2 separate regions of the Mus musculus genome follow, and region 2 is linked to region 1. The links are chromatin contacts, called in public Hi-C maps. All regions are on one chromosome and are shown on one strand. The core of a region is the stretch at or near the end of the contact, and the rest is flanking DNA. Distances in the headings are between cores, read along the strand shown. Region 1 holds the start of Cpz (carboxypeptidase Z). Region 2 overlaps Trmt44 (tRNA methyltransferase 44).

Evidence for each region. A called contact is a pair of places that touch in the nucleus more often than the background predicts.
Region 2: a Hi-C map of the HPC-7 cell line shows a contact between it and region 1, with 6 times the contacts expected there. The contact joins the enhancer-like site here to the promoter of Cpz in region 1. A contact is called at or near these places in 14 of 39 promoter capture datasets (the 3T3-L1 cell line, 3T3-L1-derived adipocytes, the HPC-7 cell line and 10 more), 5 of 15 datasets of contacts at CTCF or cohesin (the G1E-ER4 cell line, the NIH/3T3 cell line, embryonic stem cells and 1 more), 110 of 484 Hi-C or Micro-C datasets (the 3T3-L1 cell line, 3T3-L1-derived adipocytes, the AML12 cell line and 59 more), 15 of 115 datasets of contacts at active chromatin or transcription factors (the HPC-7 cell line, astrocytes, cardiomyocytes and 8 more) and 4 of 9 other capture datasets (adipose tissue, embryonic stem cells, embryonic tail and 1 more).

Annotation. Positions count from the first base shown.
Region 1 is chr5:35,522,195-35,528,385 of GRCm38.p6, forward strand. Cpz (carboxypeptidase Z) reads right to left here and starts at 3,432. Exons shown (of 11, transcript NM_153107.2): 1 at 3,239-3,432. The coding sequence starts at 3,341.
Region 2 is chr5:35,556,003-35,562,193 of GRCm38.p6, forward strand. It overlaps Trmt44 (tRNA methyltransferase 44), which reads right to left. Exons shown (of 11, transcript NM_030208.3): 11 at 207-2,053. The coding sequence ends at 1,824. It also overlaps the pseudogene Plk-ps1. Among named protein-coding and RNA genes, the nearest start is that of Trmt44, 16 kb to the right of the region's middle. Within about 2 kb of position 3,344, at least 37 of the 459 cell types and tissues checked have an H3K27ac peak or open chromatin away from gene starts, as enhancers often do. A contact at or near this core is called in the G1E-ER4 cell line, the HPC-7 cell line, beige adipocytes and 5 more, where this site is marked.

The DNA of each region.
Region 1 (6,191 bases), core at 2,182-4,681:
GGCAGACTTAAGGCAAGGCCACCAGGTGCTGGCTGTACCCAAGCTGTTCTGCAAAGCCACCGAGGACCCCAGCCCTGAGATTGGACCACAGTTCAGGGATCAGGAAAGAGAACCTGATGGCTTCATCACCAGTCCATTCTCTCTGGCTCACAGGTGAGGAAACACATTCAGAGATTAACGTGCCCCATGCTGTTTCCTTGTTGAACACTGAGGAGAAACAGTAGTGCTGTCTGGTAGGGCAGCTGAGGGGAAGATGAGGTAACTCATGGGTGTGTCAGTATGACATAGCTTGGGCACACAGCGTGTAGAAGGAGGTGACCTCTTAGGCAACAGCACTTGATCGGGGCTCAAAGGGGTGGCCAGGGGCAGGCAACCACCAAGCTAACCCCCACCTACTTCCAGGCCTCCACCATACCAAAGATGGCAGACCCGTCTGCTAGAGCTGCCATGACAAAACACCCCAGATTAAGTGGGTTACAGCAGTGGAAATTCACCCCACCAAAGCTCTGGATGCTGCAGTCAGAGCCAAGTGTGACCAGCGTGCAACTGCTAAGGGGCCACAGAGGACTCCTTGCCTTGTCTAGCTCCAAAGTCTCCTAGTGTCCGTGACTTATGACTGCCTCGCTCCAATCTGTGCCTGGTACCCCACTTTACCTCTAAAAGTGCTCACCATCAGGTATAGGTCAGCATCAAAGACCCTATCCCTAAGGGAGATCCATTAGCAGCTCAGAATTTGAGATCTCTTCTGGTTATGGTAAAGTTGAAGTGGGACAGAGGAGGGACCCAGAGTAAGGCCATGTGCCTAAGGGATTACACAGCCATCTAAAGAATGAAACAGCACCTCCCCCAGCTGGGCGAGTCTCTCCAGGCCTTTGATGTTCATGCACAGAGCAAAGGATGGAGCTACTTACTCAAAGGCGCTCCATCTTGCCATCGTTGTGTCATAGCCATAGACACTGTGGCTCATCACCACTGCCCGCTCACCTCCTGCCGCCCACAACACATCCTGAAAAACTCCAGATGCCTGAACCTACAGCTCCTTAGAATATATAGAGCCTGCTGCAGACTCTAAAGCCACTCCATCCTGTCTGATAGCCACACACTGAATGTGGGTGTCCAGGGCCCAAGACCAGAAAGTAGAAACCAGCCGCCACTGTAAGTGGAAAGATCCACAATAAAATTCAGACTTAGTGGTTTTAAAAGAAGGCGACTTGTTCTGTGATATCATGTTTTGTTTTGTTGATCAAGTTTACCCAAGCTGGGGAGAGAGAACCTCAACTGAGGGAGGGATGGCCCCCATCAGATTGCCCGTAGGCAATGTGACGATTTTCTTAGTCAATGATTGATGTGGAGGGTTTGGCAACTGGGGACGGTGCCACCCTAGGCGAGTGGGCCTGGCGTGTGTAAGCAATAAGCTAAGGAAGCCATGGGAAGCCAGCCAGTAAGCAGCATGCCTCTGTGGTCTCTGCATCAGCTCCTGACTCTAGGTTTCTGCCTTAATGTCCCTCAGGAGGTGTAAGCCAAACAGACCCCAAGTTGCTTTTGGTTGAGGTGACTTACAACAGCAATAGAAAGCAACCTAGATCATATTCCAGTCATAATTGTATGCCAATGAGGAAATATTGAGGTAATCTTTCAGATAATTGGATTTTTTTACATTATTATTCTCTTTCCTTCTTAGCGGTCCACATGGCTTACCAACATCACCCACAAGGTGGCAGCATTTCTTCAAGGCAGGGACAGAAGCTGCTCTTAGTCCAGCATTCCCTTTTCAACTGCCCGGCAGAGTGGTCAGAGCGCCCTGGGATAGAGCAGGATGCCTGCCCCCAATCACGGCAGAGTAAAGGACTCAGGCTGTGAACCCAGACTCAGGCTCAATGAAGAGTCCTCCATCAGTGAAACGACTGAGCTGAGAGGTGTCCACCAGGCTTGCTCCAAGCCCCTGGGACATAGAGATAGGGAGAAGGTGGGGTGTGTGGCCACCTTTAGACGTGCAGCCTGGGTGGAAGTTGCCGGGCTGACCCAGAAATTTCCAGATCTGAAAGCCTTCTAAACTTCCATGCATGTGCCTATAGAGGAAGACTGGACCCAAAGTTGTCCCTCCCTCCAGAAATATTCCCTGATGTGTCGTGGTTCTCAGCCCAGGCAGGGACAGAGCTCACCTGCGTGTCCTGTCTCAGTGAGGAAATGGGTGTCTGTAAGGCAGCCTTGGGCTGGGGCTAGTACTCCTGGTGCGGAGCAGGCCAGGAAAGGCTTCCTGTAGCAGGTTTTGAATCTATGCATTTTCTGGGATACCAAAGGTTCAGAGAAAGGCCCTCCACTGAAAGTTCTAGCAGCGCTCCACAGCCATGCTCTGCACACAGGCCCAAACATGCTTGCACATGTACACACTTGCCCACTGACCTGTATTTTACTTGTCTATCCTACAGGAGGATGGATAGAGGGCTGGGGGAGGCCAAGGGTAGGGAGGAAGCCCCAGGCTGAGGGCAAAGAAAAGAGGCATTGTGTAGCTGGAGCAGACAGCCTCTCAGGTGACCACAAATCTTAGCTCTTAAAATTCTACAGCTGATACCATGGGCTCCAAAGACCCTAGGGGCTCCGACTAGACTCAGGTGGCTGTTGTTGATAAAGACATAAAGGATGTGAACTAAATGTATCCCCAACCAAATAAGAGGGAAACTGGAGCCCAACTTCTGGAGGGGCAGAGGCACCAGAACGGAGTCCAGAACTCCAAACCCATCCTCAGGACCCTCCGTTGTGATCCCTGGGTGTCCCTCCTTCTCCCTGTCCTATCCCTGCCGAAACATTCCACCCTTCTCAGGGCTACTTCCGGAAATAAAAAGTTATCCTCATTGCAGCCAGGAGTTTTGAAGTCAGGAGTCTGCTGTGGCCAGCACCTACCCATTCCTGGAAGGACAGGGGACTCAGACCGCCTTGTCCTGAAGTCCTGGCACCTGCTCACTCTGACCTACTTTCGGATCCCACCAGGCCAGGTGCCTGCTCTGCCGTGGCGGTGCTGGATGCCTGCAGCCGAACCGTCTCCCCCGGGGTCTCTGGCTCAGATGCTGAGACAGCTCAGTGCCCCAGCAAAGTTTTCTGTACTGGCTAAGGTCTCAATGTGGCACCTTCAGGATATTCTACCCAGGTGACAGAATGCGACCTACAAGGAGAGAAAAGTTCCCAGGTGGCTGGAGAAAGGGGTATCTAAATCTACCCACAGGGGCGGCTGGGACCCTACCGGAGGGGTCGGGTCCAGGCGAGCAGCTGGGGCTGGGGCGCGCGGCAAGGGCCAGCACGGCCAGCGCAGCCAGCGCGGCCAGCAGCAGCGGCATTGTCGGCATGGTGGGCACAGATGCACGGATGCGCGGGAGGGCGCAGTGATGTGGCACTCGGGGAGCGCGAGAGGCGCTGCTGGGCCCTTCGGCTGAGGAGGGGGGGAGGGGTGAGGAGCGGGCTCAGGAGTCGGGTTACAACCGGCAGCGCCAGACACTGGAGAAGGGATTCTAACGGGGAGGAGGAGGAAAGGCAGATAAAAGCCAACCTGCCCCCTAACCCTCCAGGAACTCCGCCTCCTAAAGAAAGGGACTTGCCCTCTTATGGGAGGCTCTGGGGAGCTAGTCGTCAAATGCTTGCTGATTTGGCCTAAAGACTTTGATTTGTGGGCGGGTGGAGACAGCATCAGAAGTAGAGATGGGTCCTGGCCCAGAGCTGACCCCAGCTGGAAGTGAGCCAGGCCTTGGTCAGAGCCAGCTAAATGAGGTTGACTGGGTCTCTCATGCCTGTCCCCTGTGTGGATTCTCTCCCAGGGAAGCTGCGTGTGGAGCCAAGGTGCTGGTACCATCGCACCCCTGCCTTGATGCTGTCAGTGCTCTGATCCTCTGTGTGGGGCTGTGTTCCAGAAAAGTCCCCCGAACTTTGATTCCACCACTTGCAGGACCCAGCAGGGACCTAGCTCAGAGGACCTTCCTGAAGGATTGTGCATCTACCCCAGAAGGTGGCCTGAAGGCAATGTCATGAGGTGGGGAGGCAACAGCCCACTGGTGACCAAACTCTAGAGACTCCTATACAGCTGGTCCCCAGCCCTCGCCTTCCCCCACTTAGAACTCACTGGGTAGATCGCTAAGGCTGCCAGCACCCAAGGAAAGATGGCCAGGAGCTCTGTGTGCTCTCCTTCTAGGCCTTACCATTTGGTGCAGGACAGACCCTGACACAGATGTCTAGCTCTGTGCAAATCTGCCTGCCAGCCCCTTCTCACTGCCCCACTGCTATGGTCCAGTCAGTGTGCACATGTCACAAGCTTGGGGACAATACCTGTGGGACACCAAGGTAGCACTTAGTAGAAGTATTTGGCCCAGATGACATTTGGGGCCATATGCCTTCATGGGCATCCTTTATCAACTGTCCTGGATAGCTGGAGGCTGTGGACAAGCCACTTAGCCTTGGGTGAAAGGTTATAGTCTGTCACTGAATGAGATCCTCCTACTCACAGGGTGCACAGTCCACTTCCATAGCTCTTCAAGTCAGAGCCCTTCAAGGTAGCAGGGCCATACCCACCTCAGCTCAGCTTTTCCCTTGCAAGGGCACTTATTGTCACACCCTCCAGTCCAGTCCGCTTGACAGGCTGAGAAGCCTAAAGCCACTCATGAGGCAAAGAGTTTCATAGAAACTCACCTCCTGGAGTTTTGGTGTTATCATTTACCCACATACTCATACTCTATTCCCGCGTTAGTCTGGTGTATGGAACTATGAGTTCTCTTTTAACCATAAAAGAGCCAGGGAATCCCACTGAGATAGAAATCTTTAGTACAGGCTACATTGCATATTAGAAGCAAGTTGGTGAATTCTCCTGACAAATGAAGATTCTCCAGTTACTTAAAAGTTACACTCATATAAGAATTTAGCAAGGCCTAGGAATTAGGGGGGTTGTGATATTGCATTATTCTTGAGGTCTGCCAAGAGCAGTACCCCCTGGTGCTAGCCTTCACAAGGTTCAAAGGTATAACACTAGAATGTGAAATCCTTACCTGTCACTAAGCGACCCTAGGCAGGACTGCTTTATCTTTACTGTAAACATTTACCTGGTTCCTGTAAGTCCCTTTGTAGTCATTCCTTTGTTTTGTATCAGGTAACTTCAATGTACCTTGCCTGCTGTGACTTCTGACCCCTTGTATTTTCTGTACTATATAAGACTGATGTTCACTTTGTGAGAATACATTCAGATTCTACACAATCTCTCATGTTGGTCTGTCTGTCACTCTACCGATGCTTTGCCCAGAGACCCATTCCACGCAGACAAAGGGACCCTGAGGGTCTGCGGCAACTTATGTCTGCCCACTAGCCTCCCAAGCTCCTACCTTTGACCTTCCCTTTGGAGGGGCTCCTGGCTAAGGCCCTCATCTCTGAGTCCAGCTGGCAGTGGGCAGGCTGTGGGAACTGCGGGTCTGCTGCTATCCCCTTCTGCCAGCAGGTTTGAGTCTCACGCACAAAAGCATGCAGCTGTGGGACCTGGCTGTGCAGCCCTCGGTGGGGGCTTGGTCTTCATCCTCAGCAGTACATAGGAACCCATGCAGCTTAGAGACCACAGCCCTTCCGACTTGATAAAATAGGCTCCACAGAGCTACCATCATCACCCTCCAGACCCCAGATGTCCTGGCACCAAGATCTCCCTTCTAACCCAACCTCTGGCTCATCAGCCAAGACAATGCAGTCCCCCTATTAAGCTATTCTTCAAGAGGAAGACACAGACAGGGTTACACTTTCCCAATGGAGAAGGGACTGCATCCTCTCCATCTGACTGAAGCTCTAGACCAGAGCAGGCAGCCAGGCACAACAGAGGCCTCAGGACAGAGCAGCTTCTGCACGGCCAGGATTGAGCTAGGTGACCAGCAGGGGAAGCTCGAGGGTGTCTACACAAGCCTCAAAGCCTGGAGCAGGAAGAGAGGCTCCACAGGAGCATAGCCACTGTCCTCCCAGCTATGAATGGACACCCCTTCCCCTCCCCCAAGCTTGGCCAGCCTGGGCACTCTCCACTGCCTTAAAGTGATGGACACAGCAGGGAGTAGGAGCACACAGGTGGGGTGTGTCACTCCCTGGCCCCTGATGATGCTGGATGTGTGGCTTCCAGGGTACTCATATCAGGGTAGGTACCAAGCAAGGCCCTGAGGGCAGCAAGGCCTCAGACAACAGCCACC
Region 2 (6,191 bases), core at 2,094-4,593, 34 kb after region 1:
TCTGCTAGCTCTGAGCCTGCACTGTGGGGTCCTGGGGGCTGCTGTTCAGTGCCCCTGGCCCTGGGGGCTGGGCAGGAGCAGGGCCCCCTTTGAAGGGGTTGCTATAAGTTATTTTGTACATGTCTGGGTGTGGGTTTACATCCGCTTCCCTGTCCTCACTCGGCCCATTGTATGAATTGTATAAATATTTCTATTAAATTGGGACTGTTCTTTTCTTAGCTTTATATATATTAAAATATGTACATCTCTCACAAAAAAAAAGAAAAGAAAAAAGAAACCACCACCCAAAGCAGGGAAGCTGCCAGGGCCCTTACCTTGTAAGTGCTCTGGAACTCACAGCAGTTCTCACCAGCAACCCTGAGCTCTAACCGTGTGGGCCACAACCATTTGAAGACTCAGAAACCAAATGGCCAAGGTGGCCATGCTCCAGTTCCTGAACAAGCGTGTTTGCAGGTCGAGCAAGCCTGGGATGGTGCTCAGCAGTCAGCCATCACGGCAGTGAGTTAGCACAGTCCTTCAGCTCTGAGCTCTCTTGCTCCTCTGATCTCATTACTCACATGGTAGGACCTGGTTTAACAGAACAGCAATGCAGCAGAGAGATAGGCATGACCACCCCCCACGAGCACTTCCCTAATCCTGCACACTCATGCAGGGGCTCTGGAAGCTATCCTCACTGAATGCAGGCCCTGCGCAGGCGAGGGAGGGAGCCCTCAGCTCATCTTGAAGGCACTTCTGTGGTGTCTTCTCCCAGAGCAACCCCGGCTTCAGCTTTGTGACCTGGAAAAGGTGGGAACCTAAGACTGTCCCACCTCTCGGTTTAGCTGTCTTAACATGGGTCTCCAGAAAAATCTGAAGCCAGACCCAACACCTCTGGGAACCTTGCCTCATGAAATTCCTGGGAACCATTAGATTTCCAGGCACCTACGGGGCCCGAGACCAAACCCTGCCTCTCAGACAGGAGGCCAGGCTGCGAAAGGGCTCTACAGCTTCTAGGCCCCTATGGACATGGGAGAAAAGGCAATTATAGGCATAGTCCATCCGAGACTGGTGACAGCACTGCCTGGGGCAGACTGTCATCACTGCTCTGGGAGCTGGGACTACTAAAGTGTCTAGGGAAGAGGTGGGAGCAAGCTGTAGTTCTCAGCAGCTGGGCCTGAGACCCATGCTGGCCACCCTGCTCTGGGATGCTGTGAAGCCCTTGGCTCTTCAGAATAACTAACTTTATTCTCACTACTCAGATGACACCAGATTGGTCATCAGAAGTACTTCTACCCCGTGGGGTTTCAAAGACTGATCCCAGGACATTTAGCTCAGATGTAGTGAGTGCTCCTTTTTGTGTAAGACTGAAAACAAATTTAAATGGAAATGATTTTTCCTGAAAGGAAAAACTGTCCAATAGCCCTGGGGAGAAGGTTCTAAAGAGAAGGATCAGGTGGAGACAATGTTCACAGTCATGCCTCGAACACCGGGTGGCTGGGAGTGACTCTGGAAGCTGTTCTCTGTAGGACTCTGATAATGACTTCAGAAAGCCCTGTGCCTCTGCTTGCAGCGATCCTGTGACCATGCTGCAGAGAGCTTCTCTGCAGAGGAGACCTGGGGCACACAGCCCCAAGAATGAGAAGGTCAGATCTGCAGAGGCTGACATGATAGCTCTGGCACCAGAGCAGTCATAAAGGGCTGAGCAGGCTCCACTGCCTGCAGACACGTCCCAGTGACTGACAGTGGCTGTGCACACCAACAGCTCATACTGAAGCCAACCCAGCCCCAGCGTGAAGTCATCAGGACAAGGGAAACCAACAGCTAGAGAACACTGAAGAGGTGACTCAGGGAGCCTGCCTCTGCTTCTTCAAGGTCTGTGACAGGCGCAGCTCTTCGGGCCCATGGGCAAAGGGGCATTGGGCAGCAGGCAGTACGCAGCCATCAGGATGGTGGGCGAAGAACCAGCAGATCCGAGTCTTGAACACTGCTGCAGACAGGTTCTGCTTGGCTTCTGGAGGCTTTCCCCTCTGCAGCTCCTGCCGCCAGTCACGGATGTGAACGCGCCCATTCAGAACTGAGGTTTAGAACAAAGAGACAAAGCCTAAGACTTTAGCTTGAGTGTCATTAGTATACAGGGATTGACAAACGCCACCTTGTGGAGAGTCCTGCCTCAGGGGACCTGGATGCACAGTGTATAGTAGTCAGGAATAGCCACAGTGGCCTGCTGAGCTTTGTCACTTCATTTTGAGGAGCCAACAGCTCTGTGTGAAACTCAGCCAAAGCAAGCAAACCTTCCAGTCCTCCCCAGTCCTGTAAAACTACCTGTAGCCAGGGTGGCGGGAGGAATAACGGTGCCTCATTGAGGAAGTCTGGCTCCCCGACTTCCAGAACTGACCGAGTGTGTGTGTGTGAATGCAGCTTCCTGTCAGCTCTGGGATCCCCTGTGCTATGGCCTCAGGGAGCCTGGCTGCTGCCAGAAGTCAATATTTCCCTTGGAAACCTGAGCGGTGCGTCCTGAGAGGACCCTAAGGCACAGGGCATGAGGAGGGGTTTGTTGTCAGGGATGGCTTGAAGCCCCCACAGTCAAGTGACACCACATGCAACTAGCTCCCTTCGGCTGAGGTTTGTCTTTCCTGAACTAAAGCCCAGGTTAGGGTCACTTCAGGACACTTAGAAAGAAATTTCTCAAAGCAGAACCTCCCACCACAGCAAAGGACTGTCACTGTGACAGAACTCTCTAAACTGTGCCCAGAGGAGCCTCAAGGGCATCTTCCTGAAGCATCAGGACACTTGTCTGTGAGTGGCCAGAAGTCTCTGTCCCTGCAGGAAGTTCTGACATGTTTGAGCAATCTGAGGTCAACAGTAGACTTGAAGCCTGCCCTCAATGCTGGCTTGGGCCTTCCCTATGGACATGGTGGCCAGCAGGAGAGCCTCCCTGGATGCTTGTGAACTAATAGCGTGTCTAGCCACATGCTGGGTCACCTGGTCAGACCAGTCAGTAAGTATAAAGTCCAAATGGGAGCACTAAGAGCAGAAGAAGCCTGCAGAGGAAGCAGCGAGGTGTCTAGTATGCACAGCATGCTAATGTGCCCAGCTTATACCAGGATGCCAGGCCACTTCCTGTCAGCCGCACAGCCCTCACTCTGGAAAGATGGTGCCAGGCACCAAGAGGGGTGGCCCTCCAAGGCACATGCCATCCATCCAAGTCAGACCACCAACAGCTCTCCTCTGGGAAATGTGCTACTAATTTACAATGGAATCATAGGAACACATTTGTTGCCTTCTCAACCCCCAACTCTTGCCTTCTGCTGGACTGCAAAGCAGCAAAGAAGGCTCCACTCAGCAGCTGCTCCACAACAGCTCTCATTAGCACATGCTGAGAACAGGGAACAGAAAGAACACCGAGGTACTCTGTCTTCTGGAGTACCAGCACTAGGGTTTCTTCTGGCCTGGACTGTCAAACCCACCGGTGACCATGGTAAGTCACCAATTCCTCTAAGCTATGCCTAAGTCCTCTAGATGAAGAGGCCACTTCAGCAGCAGATAGGAAGAAACAACCATGAAGGCCCCTGGAAGGGGCAGAGCCAAGATAGGGTCAGTTCTGATATGGCGTGGACACTATGCACGTGAGCCGACCTTAAGCCATCTGAAAGCCTAGCTTCCTGCCAGAGCCACATTAGCTTAAACCAAAACAGCACAGCAGCCAGAGATAAGCCCCAGCTTTAGCACATATTTTCTGCATGACTGCAAAGAGTGTTCACGTGACGCTGGATCCCTAGCCTTCTACTCAGAAATGATTTCAAAAATAACTGCCCCCCACCAGCAAACCGCACAGAAAAGTGGTTAACCCCATACACGCATATTCACACAAGACAGGAGAGACCATCCTTCATAAAGTCAAAGAAAACGCGAGGTGCCTCAGGCTGTAGTGTGTTAACTGATTAAAGCTTTCTAAGTAGGCATAGACCTTGGGCACTGAGTGGTTCACCTGGCCGTCTGGTGTGCGGCTCATGGTTTCAGCAGTGCCTCCAGGGGCATGGTAGGCCATTTCTGCACCTACTACAAGCAGCATTCAACCAAGTGAGGGCCAGGTAGTAGGACAGAACCATATTCAACTTCTCAAGGACAATTGGACCACCCAAGGGCAGCTGTGTAGACTCCTACAGCCATGCCCTCACATGAGAGCGCCTGACACCCATGTTCCCATGTGTACACACACAGGCAATGAGTACATACATGTTCAAATACATTGTACATGGGACAGCACACATCTATGCTCAAACATATGAGGCAGCACACACCTCATGGAAGAGGAACATGGGGTCCTCTCATCCTTGGGCCTAAGGTCTGTGGGGTGAGATTGGACCAACTTTTCCAACACCTGTGTCCCTCCATCATCATCAGTGAGTGGCCCTTTGTGGATTAAGACTGATCCCCAACCTGACTCCAAGTCCCAGGCTGTTAGGATGAGGTGCACTAGGCTGGCCTCTCAGCCTCGGATGGTGCCCACAGGGGAACGAGAACCAGTGTTGGGCTGAGAGCAGCTCATACCATCACCTAGATCCATGGAGCTCAACACTGCAGTCTGAGACACTTGACAGGGACCTTGGGCCAGTGTGCCACAGGTCCCAGAAGCAGAGACACCGTAACCAGGCTGCTCCTTCCCAGGCCACCTGGGTACCAACCGTCTGTGCTAGTCATAGAAGGCACAGTTCTCTGGGTACTGCAGCAGTCTGGTACCCAACCCAGACACACCACCCCACTGACGAAAACTCTCCTGGGCCTCCTCACTTCCAGGTTCTTCTCCTCTCCTGGGCCTCCTCACTTCCAGGTTCCTCTCCTCTCCTGGGCCTCCTCACTTCCAGGTTCCTCTCCTCTCCTGGGCCTCCTCACTTCCAGGTTCCTCTCCTCTCCTGGGCCTCCTCACTTCCAGGTTCCTCTCCTCTCCTGGGCCTCCTCACTTCCAGGTTCCTCTCCTCTCCTGGGCCTCCTCACTTCCAGGTTCCTCTCCTCTCCTGGGCCTCCTCACTTCCAGGTTCTATGTCAACCTGACATAAGCTATAGTCATTAGAGGAAGCAACCTCAACTGAGTAAATGCCTCTAGAAGACTGGGCTGCAGGCAAGCCTGTAGGGCATTTTCTTAACTAGTGATGTGGGTAGAACCATTCCTGGGTTGGTGGTCCTGGGTTCTACAAGAAAGCAGGCTGAGCAAGCCATGGAGAGCAAGCCAGTAAGCAGCACCCTTTCCACAGACTTTGCATCAACTACTGCCTCCAGGTTCTCACTGGTTTGAGATCCTATATTGATTGACTTTCCTCAATGGACTGTGATTTGTAAGCCAAATACACTCTTTCATCCCTGTAGTGGTTTGATTGGTCCAAGGAGTGACTGGTACTAGGAGGTCTGGCCTTGTTGGAGTAAGTGTGGTCTTGTTGGAAGAAGTGTATCATTGTGGGCATGTGCCTTAAGACCCTTATCCTAGCTGCCTGGAAGCCAGTCTTCTCCTAGCCATCTTCAGATGAAGATGCAGAACTCTCAGCTCCTCCTGCACCATGCCTGCTTGGATGCTGCCATGCTCTCACTTTGATGATACGGACTGAACCTCTGAACCTGTAATCCAGCCCCAATTAAATGTCATCCTTATAAGAGTTGCCTTAGTCATGGTGTCTGTTCACAGCATTAAAATCCTAACTAAGATACTCCCCAAGTTATTTTTGGTTATGGTGTTTATCAGAGCCATAACTAAGACATGGGGCATACTTTTAGGAGAGACACAACCCCCCCCCCATGAAGTAGGAGTGGCCTGTGGAGAGAGCTGGTAAGAGGACTTGGCTCCTGCAGCTCTTCTCGCCCTGTGCTATTTCTACACACTCATGAATTTACAGTGCTGTCTCTATACTCCAGGCCTGTGGGTAGACATTGTCATACTCCATTCTCCATCCTTAGACTAAACACTCCTGCAGGACAGGGACTGAGCCACAACCCATGAAGAATGGGCCCTTTTATCTCTGGAGGTATGGGATCCCTCCCAGTGCTGAAGGTATCAAGCAGAGACTAGAAGGCTCATGTCCCCAACCTGACTGATGGACTCTACAGCTCCATGTGCTTCTGGTTGCAGGTTGCAGAGGTGAACCAATGTTCTGTGGTGACACAAGATACAGCCAGCAAGCTTTGCAGCTAACCACCTTCCCTGTGTGAGGACCAGGCATCAA